Linked DNA regions of Sus scrofa: regions 1 and 3 are each linked to region 2. Evidence: chromatin contacts called from public promoter capture Hi-C data. All regions are on one chromosome and are shown on one strand. The core of a region is the stretch at or near the end of the contact, and the rest is flanking DNA. Distances in the headings are between cores, read along the strand shown. Region 1 holds the start of LOC106508382 (proline-rich protein 18-like). Region 2 overlaps LOC110260339 (a long non-coding RNA gene). Region 3 has its middle 33 kb from the start of ATP1A1.

Region 1 (4,524 bases), core at 1,643-4,142, 130 kb before region 2:
GGCTCAGCAAGTCAAGGACCCAGCATCTCTGTGAGGTTCACCCCTAGCCTCGCCCAATGGGTTAAGAATCCAGTATTGCCACAAACTGTGGCCCAGGTGGAAGACGCAGCTCGGATCTGGTGTTGCCATGGTTGTGGTGTAGACCACAGCTCTAGCTCTGATTCCACCCTGGGCTCGGGCACTTCCATATGTCTCAGGTGGGGCTGTAAAAAGAAGAAAAAAAAGAAAGCACCTGCAATTCTCCCACCAAAACTTCCTCGGTGCTAGGTTCAGAGAGCCAACTTTACAAGTAGGAAGTGTTTCCCATCTTGCAATTTTGAGACCAGGCTCTCCCATCACTAGCCGAGTGGCCTTATTAGTACAAATCCTCAAACCTCCAGTTTGCCGCACTCCGTAAAATACAGCTAAAGCCTTTTACCTTCTGGATTTGTGAGAATCCCAGGGACTTTTATATGCAAAAGTGCTTGTGGAGGAGAAGGCAAAAATACAGATTTTAGTTAATATTTCTGATACCTTCTCTTTTTTTAGGGCCTCACTTGCAGCATATGGAAGTTCCCAGGCTAGGGCTGAATCAGAGCTGTAGCTGTCAGCCTACACCACAGCAATGGCAACCCTGGATCCTAGCCACGATTGCAACCTACCCCATGGCTGATGGCAATGCCAGACCTTAACCCAATGAGCAAGGCCAGGGATCGAACCTTCACCCTCATGAATACTAGTTCGGTCGCTTAATGCTAAGCCACAATGGGGAGTCCCAATATTTCTTATCTTATGCCTTTTCCCCACTCTGGAACGCAGCTAGAGCTCGGAGGTCCTCCAGGAAGGACCTTCGGCAATCTTCAGCTGCCAAAGAAACAGCTGTAGAGACCACGGGACATGTCTTGATCTCTCAGGGTTATACTGCTGAACCAAAAAAAAAAAAAAAAAAAAAGCTAATTTTCTTATTAAGGGAGGAAAAGGTGATCCTTTCGCAGGAGAAATCTACACTGTTGAGACTTTCTGCATGTTGTCGTTCTTGCTGTGTGCTTTTTCCATTCAGACCAAGGGATAAGTAATTTCAAACAAACAGAGATCTTTAGCAAGGAAAAGCCTCCTACAGGTTAGCAGTAATGGGGGATGCCAATACAGCATTTTCTAGACCCTTGGAGACAGAGCCCTGATCACGCTCCATAAATTCCTTCTGTTGAATTAGCGGCATTGGGAACCCTGTTCTGGATGTGGGGGCTCTTTTCTCCAGCAGTCATGAATTTGAATTCCGTTTACAATGCCTTTGCTCTTCAGGGTCTGCACTGATTTAACCAAGCCTGAAGATGGAGGAGGCACCAGTTCTTGACAATGCATTCTTGGGCAAAGGGAAAGAGACTCATGGAAGAAACAGTTTCTTCTAAGGAGCAAGACTTACCCTCATGGTCTAACTGATAGCACAGTTGCTAGTTTTCCCTCCTTTGTTTTTCATTCTTCCTTCCCTCCTCCATTTCTTTCAAGCTTCACACCTTTATTTATTCATGTTAAATTAATACTTGATGTCGACAGGACTAGTTTTAACTTGCTTAGGAAGTGAATGTTTTCTGTGTTTCTTGTTGGAATTCCCAGAGATATGGAGTGATTTTCTCCTGCAAATCTTGTGCTTTCCCAGAGTATGCCTGACTTCCTGAAAACATTGTTAATAATACTTTGTTTTTTAACTGTTGGAGACCTCCAGCCACTGCAGCCTCTGCAGAAGCTGTAGTGGGAGGAAAGCGGCTCAGCAGAGCCTGGCTAGGGCTCTTGGGCGGGTGGTCCTGGGCCCGTCACCACACTGCAGGCGCAGGTCCCTCACAGCACCCACTCCTAGGCAGAAAGAGGTCCTGCTATGTCAGAGGGCAGGCAAGGAGAGGCGTGAGACAGGCCCACTAATAGTCCCTCTCCAAGGATCCCCTTTTGCTAAAGATATTGGGCTTCAAGTATTCCTTCTCTCAAAAGCGAACCCCCAATCTGGACAAACAACTTTCATTCACACAGTGGCATGAATGAATTCACTGCAGGCCCTTTGGATTGACATTTGGGGGTCTTGAAGGCGGCGGCGGCGGCGGCGGCGGCGGGGGGGGGGGTCTTGGGACCTCTGGCAAAGCCAGCTCAAGCCCTATGGGTTGTGGATAACGGAGACCCCAAGACCAGAGAAGGCATTCAGAGGGGCACCAAAGGACTGGCTGGGAAGGCCATCCGCAGGTGGACGCGGGGCCTGGACTCCGCAGGAAGGCGGAGTCCCTCCTGCGGGCGCTGGCTGCAGGCACACCCAACCCCCACCCCCCCATCCCCGCGCTTCCCTTAGTCCCAGAGGAGCTCCCGGATACCCACAGATGCTCCAGCGCGTGGTTTCTGTCCCAGGTCCACGGAGATTCGGGGGCCCAGTTCTGCGGACGTCCCCGCACCCACTGCGGACCTTGCGTGCCCTCCAAAGCAGGCGGGTCACGCAGGGAGGCAGGAGGAGGGACGCGAGAGCTGCAGGGCCGCCGAGTCCCCGCTGCCCAGCGAGTCGCCGCGCCCCGCAGTGGCGCAGCCGCCGCCTCTCGGGACTTGGGCACGCGCGCCCCAGGCCCCGGCGCCCTCCTGCCGGGAGCCCCGACCGGCCGCAGCCGGCGCGGCCCCGGGCCTGCGGGGGTGGGGTTTGAAGCGGGGGCGGAGTCAGGCCCGCGGCCGGTGTCAGGTTGCTCCGGTAACGGTGACGTGCCGCGGCGTGGGCGGGGCCAGCACGCAGGTTGCATATTTTAGGAAGTGAGGAGGAGGCGCGGGCTTGAGCTGCGGCGGGGTCTGGGGCGCAGAGCAGCGGCGGGAGGAGGCGGACACGTGGCAGCAGCAGCGGTAGCAGCCCCGGCGGCGGCGGCGGCGGCGGCGGCAGCAGCAGTGGCATCGGCCCGAGCCGCCGGCCGTCTTCCCTCCTTCCCGCCCCGCAGCAGCCCTAGCTCCCTCCTCTCCGCTCCCCCGGCCGCTCTTGCTTGGCCGGGAGCCGCTCTCTTTTCTCTCTGATTCTCAAGCAACAGGACCCGGCGCGGGACACAGACCACCGCCACTATGGGGAAGGGGGTGAGTGTCCAGCGAGCCTGGGGAGGGGTGCGGGGAGCCCTGGAGGGGAGGAGGAGGAAGAGGAGGAAGTCAGGAGGGCGACCGCAGCCAGCGGGAGGCGGAGGAGGAGGAAGCGGCGCGGCGCGGAATGGGTTGGCAGAGCAGAGAGGCTTAAAAGACGACGCACTTTGGAAATGGAGGGAGCGCTGTAATGAGGGGCGGGCGGGGGAAGGGAGAGCCGAGGGCCCGGAGCGGGGCAGCCCCAGGCGGTGCGCAGAGCCTGGAGAAGGACTGCGGGCCCCCGAGCCCGAACGCGTCGCGGGCCCTGGGCTCCTGGAGGCGGCGCTCGGGAGTCGCAGGCCCCGGAGGCAGAGGAAGGACAGCCGCTGGGCCTCCCCGGCTAGGAGCGGGCTGCCGGCGGCATCCCCAACCCGCTCCCTCCCTCCTCCCTTCCCTCCCTCCGCCCGCCCTCACCTCCCGTCTCTCGCCTTCCTTTTTCCCTCCGCCCTCCGTGCCCCGAGGAAAGGCGTGCTCCTCCCCTTCCCCTGGGGCGCTCTACCCGGCCCCTTCCCGGGCTGTAGTTCCCGCCGCGGCTCCGGCCTGGGCGATGGGGGTCTTCCGATGCGGGGGCGGCCTTAGGGTCCCAGGCTTTTTCTCCTGGAGGCGCCAGGGCTTAGCCAGTTGCCCGGAGAGGTGGCCGCCCTTCCCCAAAGGAAAAAACTGGCTTCCCCTTACTGCGGAGCCGGTCTGGCGGGCTGGTGCCAGAAAGGGTGTGTCTTCGCCCTAAGATGGCCTTTAAGGTATACTTTTGAGAGCTTTAATGGGCCCCTTTCCATTAAACACAGGATGCTCCCGGGAGGCAGCTGGAGCCACTGGTGTGGTCATCTTGAGGGTGGGGAGGGTATGTGTAAGTTTTTTAGAGCGATGAGGCAGGAAGGAGCACAAGCAGATCCACCCGGGCCTCCGGGTACAATAAACCCGAAAAAGAACGGGAGGCGGGGCAACGCGGTGGGAGCGCCCACCCGCGGAAGAGGGGTCGGAAGCAACGAGGGGTCCCCCGGGCCGGAGGAGCGGGCGCTCTGGGGATACCAGAACAACGGCTTGTTCCTGCATTTCTATAACTCGGGGCTGAGATAACCCGTAACCACAGCAGGAGACTAGGTCCTGGACTCCAGTGGGGCCAAGAGTGCTGTTGAGAAAAGTTTATACAAAATAACAGAAGAAAAAATGAGATAAAATGACCAGGTCATGAGAATACTAGTGGGAGAGCATCTGCTCCATTGTGTCCAGAGCCTGCACAGTCCCCGGCCCGTAGTAGGTCTTTGAAGGTTGGGCAGGCTCCTGGGTGTGGAGTGAGCGATGGGCAGAGAAGGAGGGTGCATTCTCTGGAAATGCCAAGTGGATTTTGAAGGAGGTCATTGAAAGGTTTGAACCTGGTAGTAAGGAAGAGTGGGAATGCACAACTTGTATCTTTTAAAAGCA
Region 2 (3,904 bases), core at 1,356-3,855:
AAAAAAGGGACTTTCTGGAGCTTCCCCCTAAAGCATGCCAGCCTTTTCCTCTGATAAAAAGCAAAAGGAGCAGGGGGGTTTTTTGTTTTGTTTTGGTTTTGCTTTTTAGGACCACATCTGCGGCATATGGAGGCTCCCAGGCCAGGGGTCCAATCAGAGCTACAGCTGCTGGCCTACACCACAGCCACAGCAACGTGGGATCCTTAACCCGCTGAGCAAGGCCAGGGACCGAACCTGCAACCTCATGGTTCCTAGTCAGATTCGTTTCCACCGTGCCACAATGGGAACTCCAGGGGCAGGTTTTAAAAATGAAATTAAATCAAATTCTGTCTGTTGGATTTGGTCAGTCCTCGGGATCCCACTTGACTGCCCTGCTCCTTCGGGACCATTGTGCAGCAGCAACCACAATAGGAAGCACCCACTGTGTGCTAGGTAGGCATCCTGCAAGGACTGGGCCTGGGAGCTAAAGCGGCCCACAGTCCTATTTGGGGGACTGGGGGTTTCCCAGGACACAAGACTTTCAGTACTAAACCCAGGACAGGCCCAGGCAAACTGGGACAGCTGGTCACCCTAGTAGGAGCTGACCATCCAGTAAAGTCAAGTGGCTAAGTCACAGCACAGCGTGGCTCGTGGCCAGTGGCACCTAGGAGTAGGTCCCTCTTAGAACCAGAAACACCTTCTCAGCACTCAGCCCCCTTTCTGAAAAGACCCCAGTGCCTGTTTCTTTCTTTTATTTGTCTCTTTTTAGGGCCCCACCCACAGCATATGGAGGTTCCTAGGTTAGGGGTCAAATCAGAGCTGTAGCTGCTGGCCTACACCACAGCTCACGGCAACACCAGATCCTTAACCCACTGAGTGAGGACAGGATCGAACCTGTGTCCTCAAGGATACTAGTCAGCTTCATTTCCACTGAGCCAGGATAGGAACTCCCCGGCAGGTGTCTGTTTCCATGATGCCACCCCAGGCCAAGCCTAAGCCATCAGGATGGACAGGCAGTGGTGCTGAGACTGGGCTCTCTCTGTCGTTTGCTAAGGTTGCTCTCACTATATCAAGCTGCAGGAGGCTGTCCACTGACTCCGTAGGCCAAGGTCAGCTAAGGACAGGCGATCAGTTTGCCCTTGTGGGCCTTTCTCTTGGTGACACCGCCTCTGGCTCAGAACAAAGGCTCCTCGTTTTGTTTGGGCGCTGAGGGTTGAACAAGTGTGTGCTGCCACCTGCTGGCCACAGAGGCTATTTTGAGGTGGTGAACTAAAGCCTCAGAGAGTTGGTAATATATGAGCCCAGGGGTTGCTGAGCACAGGGCACAGCAAGGTCTCCCAGAGCACCCAGGGCCAGACCTCTAGGGAGAAGCATCCGAGGACCCCCTCAAAGAGCACTGGAAGCCCCCACCCCCAGGGGCTGCCCTCTCTCAGTCGGGCCCTGGATGCCGAGAATTCCCAGCTAACATGAGCACTCTTTTAGCTACAATACAATCCTCTGGGCCCCAGGGGTGTGCTGGAAAGAGCTGCACAGAAGTCAATGATTAAATATTCAGGAATTTTACATGCTGCCATAACAGCTTGAAATTGATCACGCTGGGAGCATTTACACCATGGAAATTGGCAAATGCTACACATTAGAGCTCTCCCCATCCTACCCGCCCCAGTGGATTTGTCAGCATGTCCCTGCAAAGCTCCCACCACATTTCAAATATTGTCACCTGGGAGAGAGAAAGCATCAGCATCAGGTTTTCTCAGATAAATCACCAAGGATGGAATCAGTGTCAGAGAGAAGAGGTATATTCTGAAAGGAGGGAGCTTGTAGGGAACACTTTTTTTTAAACTAAGAACAACTATTTAATAGCTGATGGCCCTGGCATCAGAAACACCTGGATTCAAGTGACAGCTCTTCTGCTTGCTAACTATAGGACAGTAAGCAAATGGCTTCACCTCTAACTCCCAGTTTCTCTCTCTCAAGTGGGGGTAATATTAGCTTCTACCTCAAATGGTAGTTGTGAGATGACGTGGTTAAACGCTTAGCACATGGCCAGGCACACGGTGCTCAATGCATGTGCAACGTTATCAGTTATTGATTAGAATCACAACTCACGACTGACCCTGCCATCACCCTACTAAAACCAGTTTCACCTCTAGGTGTCCTCCACAGAGTTAGGGGGTGGGGATTGGTCCCTCCATCCTCCCCAAGAGCTAAATTTTGACCTCCCCCCCAACCTTTTTTAGGGCCACACCCATGGCATATGGAAGTCTCCAGGCTACCAGCCTACGAAACAGCCACAGCCATGCCCGATCCAAGCCGCATTTGTGACCTACGCCACAGCTTGCAGGAATGCCATATCCTTAACCCACTGAGGGAGGCCAGGGATTAAACCCGCATCCTCATGGACTCTATGTTGGATTCTTAACCTGCTGAAGCACAATGGGAACGCCCTAGCAGCTAAATGTTGACATCAGCCTGACTTTTGGCTATTCATCTGTACTTGTTCCCTACAGTTATAGGGCACGGTGTCCCCTGGAACAGAGACACAAGGTGATAAGGGAGCACCTGAATGGAAAAGCATTAAAGACGCAAACAGTGGACACTGGCCAAAGGGCGGAAGATCTGTAAATGGATTTCTAGCTAGTGTGTAAGTTCAGAAAGGGCAGGATTCAAATCTAAGTTCAAAGGGCAGGACTGAGCTGCAGAGCGGGCTACGGCTCCAAGGAAGAGGTGCACCTGGGGACTGGGCATGAATTCGAAGAGCTCACGCAATGGCCCATCTGAATTGGGCTCCATCTGAGTTGACAAATGTGGGTCCCCCTTCCACAAAAGGGTCTGTGTGAGGGAATGGAGTGGGGCTGGTAAGGATGGCTGGCCTCCCTTTTTTGTTTGTTTTAAGGATCAAAATGTGAGGAGGCATGAAAATCAAAGCTTGGGGGGCGGGGTTAAAAGGAAACTAAATTACCTAGATAAACCTTTCCTCTTTCAGTTGAGGAACCTCAGCCCCAGAGCAGCAAGGAGGCTTTTGCCCAGGGTCTCATGACCAGGGTGTCGTGGCACTTAGGCTGGCCCAGTTCCCTGCCCGTTATTTTTCTGCTCTACCACAGAAGCTGTCCAGATAAAGACCATCAATTCCCAAGGCTACATCAAGTTTTGGAAAATATAAGGTCATAGCGGCTGCATGGAGAGCTGTGTGTTTATTTTTATCCTGGCCATCATAAAATTATTGTATGCTTCTGCAACCAAAGAAGAAAAACATGCTGTCAATTTCCAAAGTTTAAATTCTAGGAGTTCCCATTGTAGCACAAGGGAAACTCATCCGACTAGGAACCAGGAGGTTGAGGGTTCAATCCCTGGCCTCACTCAGTGGGTTAAGGATCCAGCGTTGCCAGGAGCTGTGGTATAGGTTGCAGATGTGGCTCAGATCCTGCGTGGCTGTGGCTGTGGCTGTGGTGCAGGCCAGCAGGTGTAGCTCCCATTCGACCCCTAGCCTGGGAACCTCCATATACTGCAGGTATGGCCCTAAAATGCAAAAAAAAAAAAAAATTTAATTCTATACATCTTTCTATCCATTATTTAGATTTTCCCCTCCTCTGTCCACTGTCATACTTTTTCCTTGGGAAAAAATAAAAATGGCTTATCCTTAAAAACTACTATATGTAAAATAAATAACCAATAAAGACCTACCGTACTGCACAGTGAACAACTTTCAGTATCCAGTTAATAACCCATAGTGGGAAAAGCACATGGAAAAGAACGCATGTGTATAACTGAATCGCAGTGCTGTACACCAGAAACTCACACAACGTTGTCAAGCCACTCTACTCCAGTTTGAAAAGAAAAAGAATTTTAATGGCTTTTCCAATTTCTGTTGGGGCTGAGAAGTCTCGTTAGGGTCACCCATTCTCACGCCAGATGGTGACTGGCT
Region 3 (4,455 bases), core at 248-2,747, 160 kb before region 2:
AGAGTTGATTCATCACAGGTTGAGCAACCTTATACAAAGCATGTTGATTAAATCATTGCTGTCAACTTGGAACAAGTAACATGCCTCAGGGCTTTGAATTTGGCCTTGTCTCATTCAATATTTTTATAAACTATTTGGACAGAAACAAAGAAAATGTACTTATTATATTTTCAAGTATTATAAAGTTAGACAGGAGAGCCAAGAAGCTGAATATAATAAAATCAGAATTCCCAAAAGACTGAAATGATAGGCCAGAACCCATGGCATACGAATGAGTGGAAAGGAAGTGGCATAAAATCTGCCCAAGTACAAAATGAGACCTGGCACAATACCAGTTAATGCAGGAAAGCTTTAAGTGAACTGCAAGTTTAATATGAGTCAGCAGTTCGCCAATTCTGCCAAAAAGGCAATGCAGAAAAGTAGTCTGCCTTGTAAAGAATACAGAGCTCAGCACCATGGTGCTCTTGAACTCATAACCCCCACACTGTGAACATGTGGATCCCTGGAATGAACAACAGATCCCTCCATGACCATATGTACCTTCCAGCTCCAAGATTGCATTGTTCTCCTTTTATAACATGCCCCCAAGTGACAGATCTCATAATTCTATCAAAAAAAAAAAGGAAATGAATTTGTTGTATTCTTTAGTAATTCAAACAATATTTATTGAGAAAACAATGCTTGTCAGCTACTCTGCTGAAAACCAGAACACAAAGATGCTTAGGACACACACACAACACCTTTTCCTAGGTATTCATACAAACACTAATATAGGTGTTGATGTGGTGGGACTTGGTTAGTGTAGTCAAGGTTGCAGATCCGTTGACCTTGAGATAGAGAGATTGTCTGGACCAAATCACATGAGCACTTGATTTTGTTTATTTAATTTTATTGGAATATAGTTGACTTACAATGTTGCATTAGTTTCAGGTGTACAGCAAAGTGATTCAGTCCTACATATAAATACACCCATTATTTTTTCCCATATAGGTTATGACAAACTACTGAGTAGATTTTCCTATGCTATCCAGTAGATCACATGAGCACTTTAAAAGCAGAGTCTTCTCTGGCTGGTGGCAGAAGAGTAGGTCAGAAGTTCCAAAGCATGAGAAGGATTTGATGCACCTTTGCTGACTTGAAGAGTGAGGGGGCTCCTTGGTAAGAAGTGTACGTGACTCCTAGGAGCTGAGCTTGGCCCCCAGTTGACCCCAAATGGCCCCAAGCCAGTAAGGAAACAGTCTTAGAACCTCTAAGAAATGAATGCAACCACAAGAATGAGTTTGGAAGAGGACCCCAGAGGAGACCTGCAGCCCTAACCAATGCTTCGATTTCAGCCCAGTGAGACCCTGAGCCAAAAGCATCCAGCCCCCATGCCCAGATGTCTGACCTGCAGGAACTGTGAGGTAATACTTCTGTGGTGTTTTACAGCTCTAAGTTTGCGCCGATTGTTATTTAGCAATAGAAAACTAACACAGGGTAAGTAAACAGCAGCCGCACAATGAGGTAAGTGCTCTGTGAAGCAAAGCTACAGTGCACGGGGTTGGTTGTTGACTCAGGACCCATTCTTTTCCCCTCTGTTTCCCAAGCGAGTCTCACTTTTGTTCAAGTGGCCACTGCCCTTCCATACTTTCATTCATGGCTGCTACCTGCATACCAAGCTCCAAGCACAAGGTAATCAGTCTAAGTCAGGGTTTCTCGATGTTGGTACCATTGACATTTGGGCCTGGATCTTTTGTTTTATTGTGGAGGAAATGTCCTGCGCTTTGTGAGATGTTGGGCAGCCTCCCTGGCCTCTGCCCACTGTATGACAGTGACACATGCTTTCATGGCGCCCAACAGTGAGCATCAGCTATGTCTCCAGATGTTGCCAAGTGTCCTAGATGTGGGCAGGAGGGGAAGAAAAATCTTCCCCCAGCTGAGAACGTTGGATCTAAAGATAAGCTCAGCCCACCTTGTTAACAATTGCTCCAAGAATAGGTATGTGATCCCTTTAGGAAAAGGAGCTGTGAAGAGAGGTTTGAGGGGTGGGGGAATTCTGAGAAAATCTCATTCTTCAGGGAAGCCACTGGCATTGACCCTGTGTTTCCTCCTGTAGACATTGTTGTGCACAGATTGGATGCTGCAGCTAATCCGGAAACCTACCTTACCTTTAGACCTCGAAATCATGTGAGCCAAGTTCCTTATTGTTCAAGGGAGGTCAAGGCATACCTGGGGTTTGCCGTCCAGAGTTGCCTGGCTGGTGCCAATGTACAAGGCTCTCGAAGCCCAGAGGCAGGTTCACTTCATGAAACTGAGTCAAGGGAAAAAAAGGAGATAGACCCAGTAGAATCCAGTTGCAGAGTGCTTTCACACCGCGTTATTTTTAAAGACCTATTCTCATAGCAACTTTCAAATATGTCACCGTGATGTACGTTACAGCCCCAGGCCTTATTTATTGCAACTGGAAGTCTGTACCTTCACACATTTCACCCAATCCCTGCCCCACACCTCTGGCAACCACAAGTCTGTTTTCTGTGTCTATGAGCTTGTTTTTTTCTTTTCTTTTTAGAGTCTGTATGTAAGGGAGATCATACAATATTAGTCTTTGTCTGTCTGATTCATTTCACTTAACATAAGGTGCTCAAGGTTCATCCATGTTGCCACAAATGGCAAGATTTCATTCCTTTTTATAACAAACTAATATTCCATCGTGTCTCAGTGTATATGTGTGTGTATTCACATTTTCCTTATCCATTCACCCATCTGTGGACACACAGGTTGTTTCCATGTCTTGGTGATTTTGAATAGTGCTGCTAGGAACATAGGGGCACATGTATCTTTGTGAGTTGTGGTTTTGTCCAGATATATGCTTAGGACGGGGATGCTGGATCACATAGTAGTTCTATATTTAGTTTTCTGAGGAAGCTCCGTATTGTTTTCCATAGTAGTTGTACCAATTTACATTCCTACCAACGGTGTAAGAGGCTTCCCTTTTCTCCACACCCTCTCCAGCATTTATTGTTTGTAGACTTTTCGATGATGACCATTCAGACTGGTGTGAGGTGGTAGTTTTGATTTGTATATCTCTAATAATTAGTGATGTTGAGCATCTTTTCATGTGTTTTTTGGCCATTTGTATGTCTTCTTTGGAGAAATATTGGTTCAGATCTTCTGCCCATTTTTTGATTGGGTTGTTTATTTTTGCTTTTGTTGCCTTTGCTTTTGATGTCAAATCACATCAGTCATTTTCCTAACACTGCCCTGGAAGAGTGACAATTACCCTCATGTTATGTCTCAAGAAAAGTTAATGGCATTTCCGTTGTGAAAGGGCAAGGATGAGTCAAGGGTCAAACCCAGGTCTTCCGACGTCAGCTATAATTTCCCCCATATTTCTTTGAATTATGACTTCTTATCATCCTCCTGCTCAAAAATATTCAACATATTCCATTGCGTCTAGGAAAAAATACAAACTTTTGGGCTAAGGATTCAAAAATTTCCATAAAGCCCTGATCTCCCATTGTGGTACAGTGGAAGCAAATCCAAATAGTAACCATGAGGGTGCAGATTTGATCCTGGCCTCACACAGTGGGTTAAGGATCTGGCATTGCCATGAGCTGTGGTGTAGGTTACAGCTGCAGCTCTGATCTGGCATTGCTGTGGCTGTGGACAGAACAGCAGCTGTAGCTCCATTTAACCCCTAGCCTGGGAACTTCCATATGCCGTGGGTGTGGCCCTAAAAAGAAAAAAAAAAAATTTGCTATAAACCCCCACTTCTATTCATCTCCCCCAAATATGGAAACTCATCACTCCAGCTAATCACTCAAATTGGGTCTTTTCTTGGGCTTCCCCCATCCCATCTACAGAAGTATAGGTGATTGCCCTTTCTTCCCCACTTGTCTTAGCTCATTATCTTATAAAGTCCAAGTTTATTCCTGAAACTACACAAAATAGCCCAAGTTTTTGGTGAGATTTTTTTCTTCCTGTCTTGCTTTTTTTTTTTTTTTTTTTTTTTTTTAGGGCCCCACCTGTGGCATATGGAAGTTCCCAGTTTAGGGATCAAATAGGAGCTGCAGCTGCCAGCCTACACCACAGCCACAGCCACAGCCACAGCCACAACCACAGCAATACCAATACCACTGAGCCACACCCACGACCTACACCTCAGCTTGCAGCAACACTGGATTTTTGGTGTGTGTGTGTGTCTTTTTTTTTTCCCCTAGGGCCACTCACAGCATATGGAGTTTCCCAGGCTAGGGATCTAATCGGAGCTGTAGCCACCGGCCTACCCCAGAGCCACAGCAATGCTGGATCCAAGCTGCGTCTGCAACTTACACCACAGCTCACGGCACTGCCAGATCCTTAACCCATTGAGCGAGGCCAGGGATCGAACCCACAACCTCATGGTTCCTAGTTGGATTCATTAACCCCTGAGCCACGACAGGATCGTACCATTGAACAGAGTCTGGACTCTACTAA

What was found. Promoter capture Hi-C pulls out the DNA fragments that hold promoters and counts their contacts.
Region 1: a promoter capture Hi-C map of liver shows a contact between it and region 2, with 9 times the contacts expected there. The contact joins the promoter of LOC106508382 here to the enhancer-like site in region 2. A contact is called at or near these places in 3 of 5 promoter capture datasets (fetal liver and liver), 15 of 47 Hi-C or Micro-C datasets (embryonic fibroblasts, fetal heart ventricle, fetal liver and 8 more) and 2 of 2 datasets of contacts at active chromatin or transcription factors (alveolar macrophages and skeletal muscle).
Region 3: a promoter capture Hi-C map of liver shows a contact between it and region 2, with 5 times the contacts expected there. The contact joins two enhancer-like sites. A contact is called at or near these places in 1 of 5 promoter capture datasets (liver) and 1 of 47 Hi-C or Micro-C datasets (embryonic fibroblasts).

The regions. Positions count from the first base shown.
Region 1 is chr4:104,382,816-104,387,339 of Sscrofa11.1, reverse strand. LOC106508382 (proline-rich protein 18-like) reads right to left here and starts at 2,892. Exons shown (of 4, transcript XM_021089985.1): 1 at 2,338-2,892. The coding sequence starts at 2,890. It overlaps ATP1A1 (ATPase Na+/K+ transporting subunit alpha 1), which reads left to right and starts at 3,019. Exons shown (of 23, transcript NM_214249.1): 1 at 3,019-3,063. The coding sequence starts at 3,052.
Region 2 is chr4:104,253,877-104,257,780 of Sscrofa11.1, reverse strand. The region is part of intron 1 of LOC110260339 (a long non-coding RNA gene); the gene reads left to right. Among named protein-coding and RNA genes, the nearest start is that of CD58, 85 kb to the right of the region's middle. Within about 2 kb of position 2,605, at least 6 of the 83 cell types and tissues checked have an H3K27ac peak or open chromatin away from gene starts, as enhancers often do. A contact at or near this core is called in fetal liver and liver, where this site is marked.
Region 3 is chr4:104,415,448-104,419,902 of Sscrofa11.1, reverse strand. No RefSeq gene overlaps it. Among named protein-coding and RNA genes, the nearest start is that of ATP1A1, 33 kb to the right of the region's middle. Within about 2 kb of position 1,497, at least 5 of the 83 cell types and tissues checked have an H3K27ac peak or open chromatin away from gene starts, as enhancers often do. A contact at or near this core is called in liver, where this site is marked.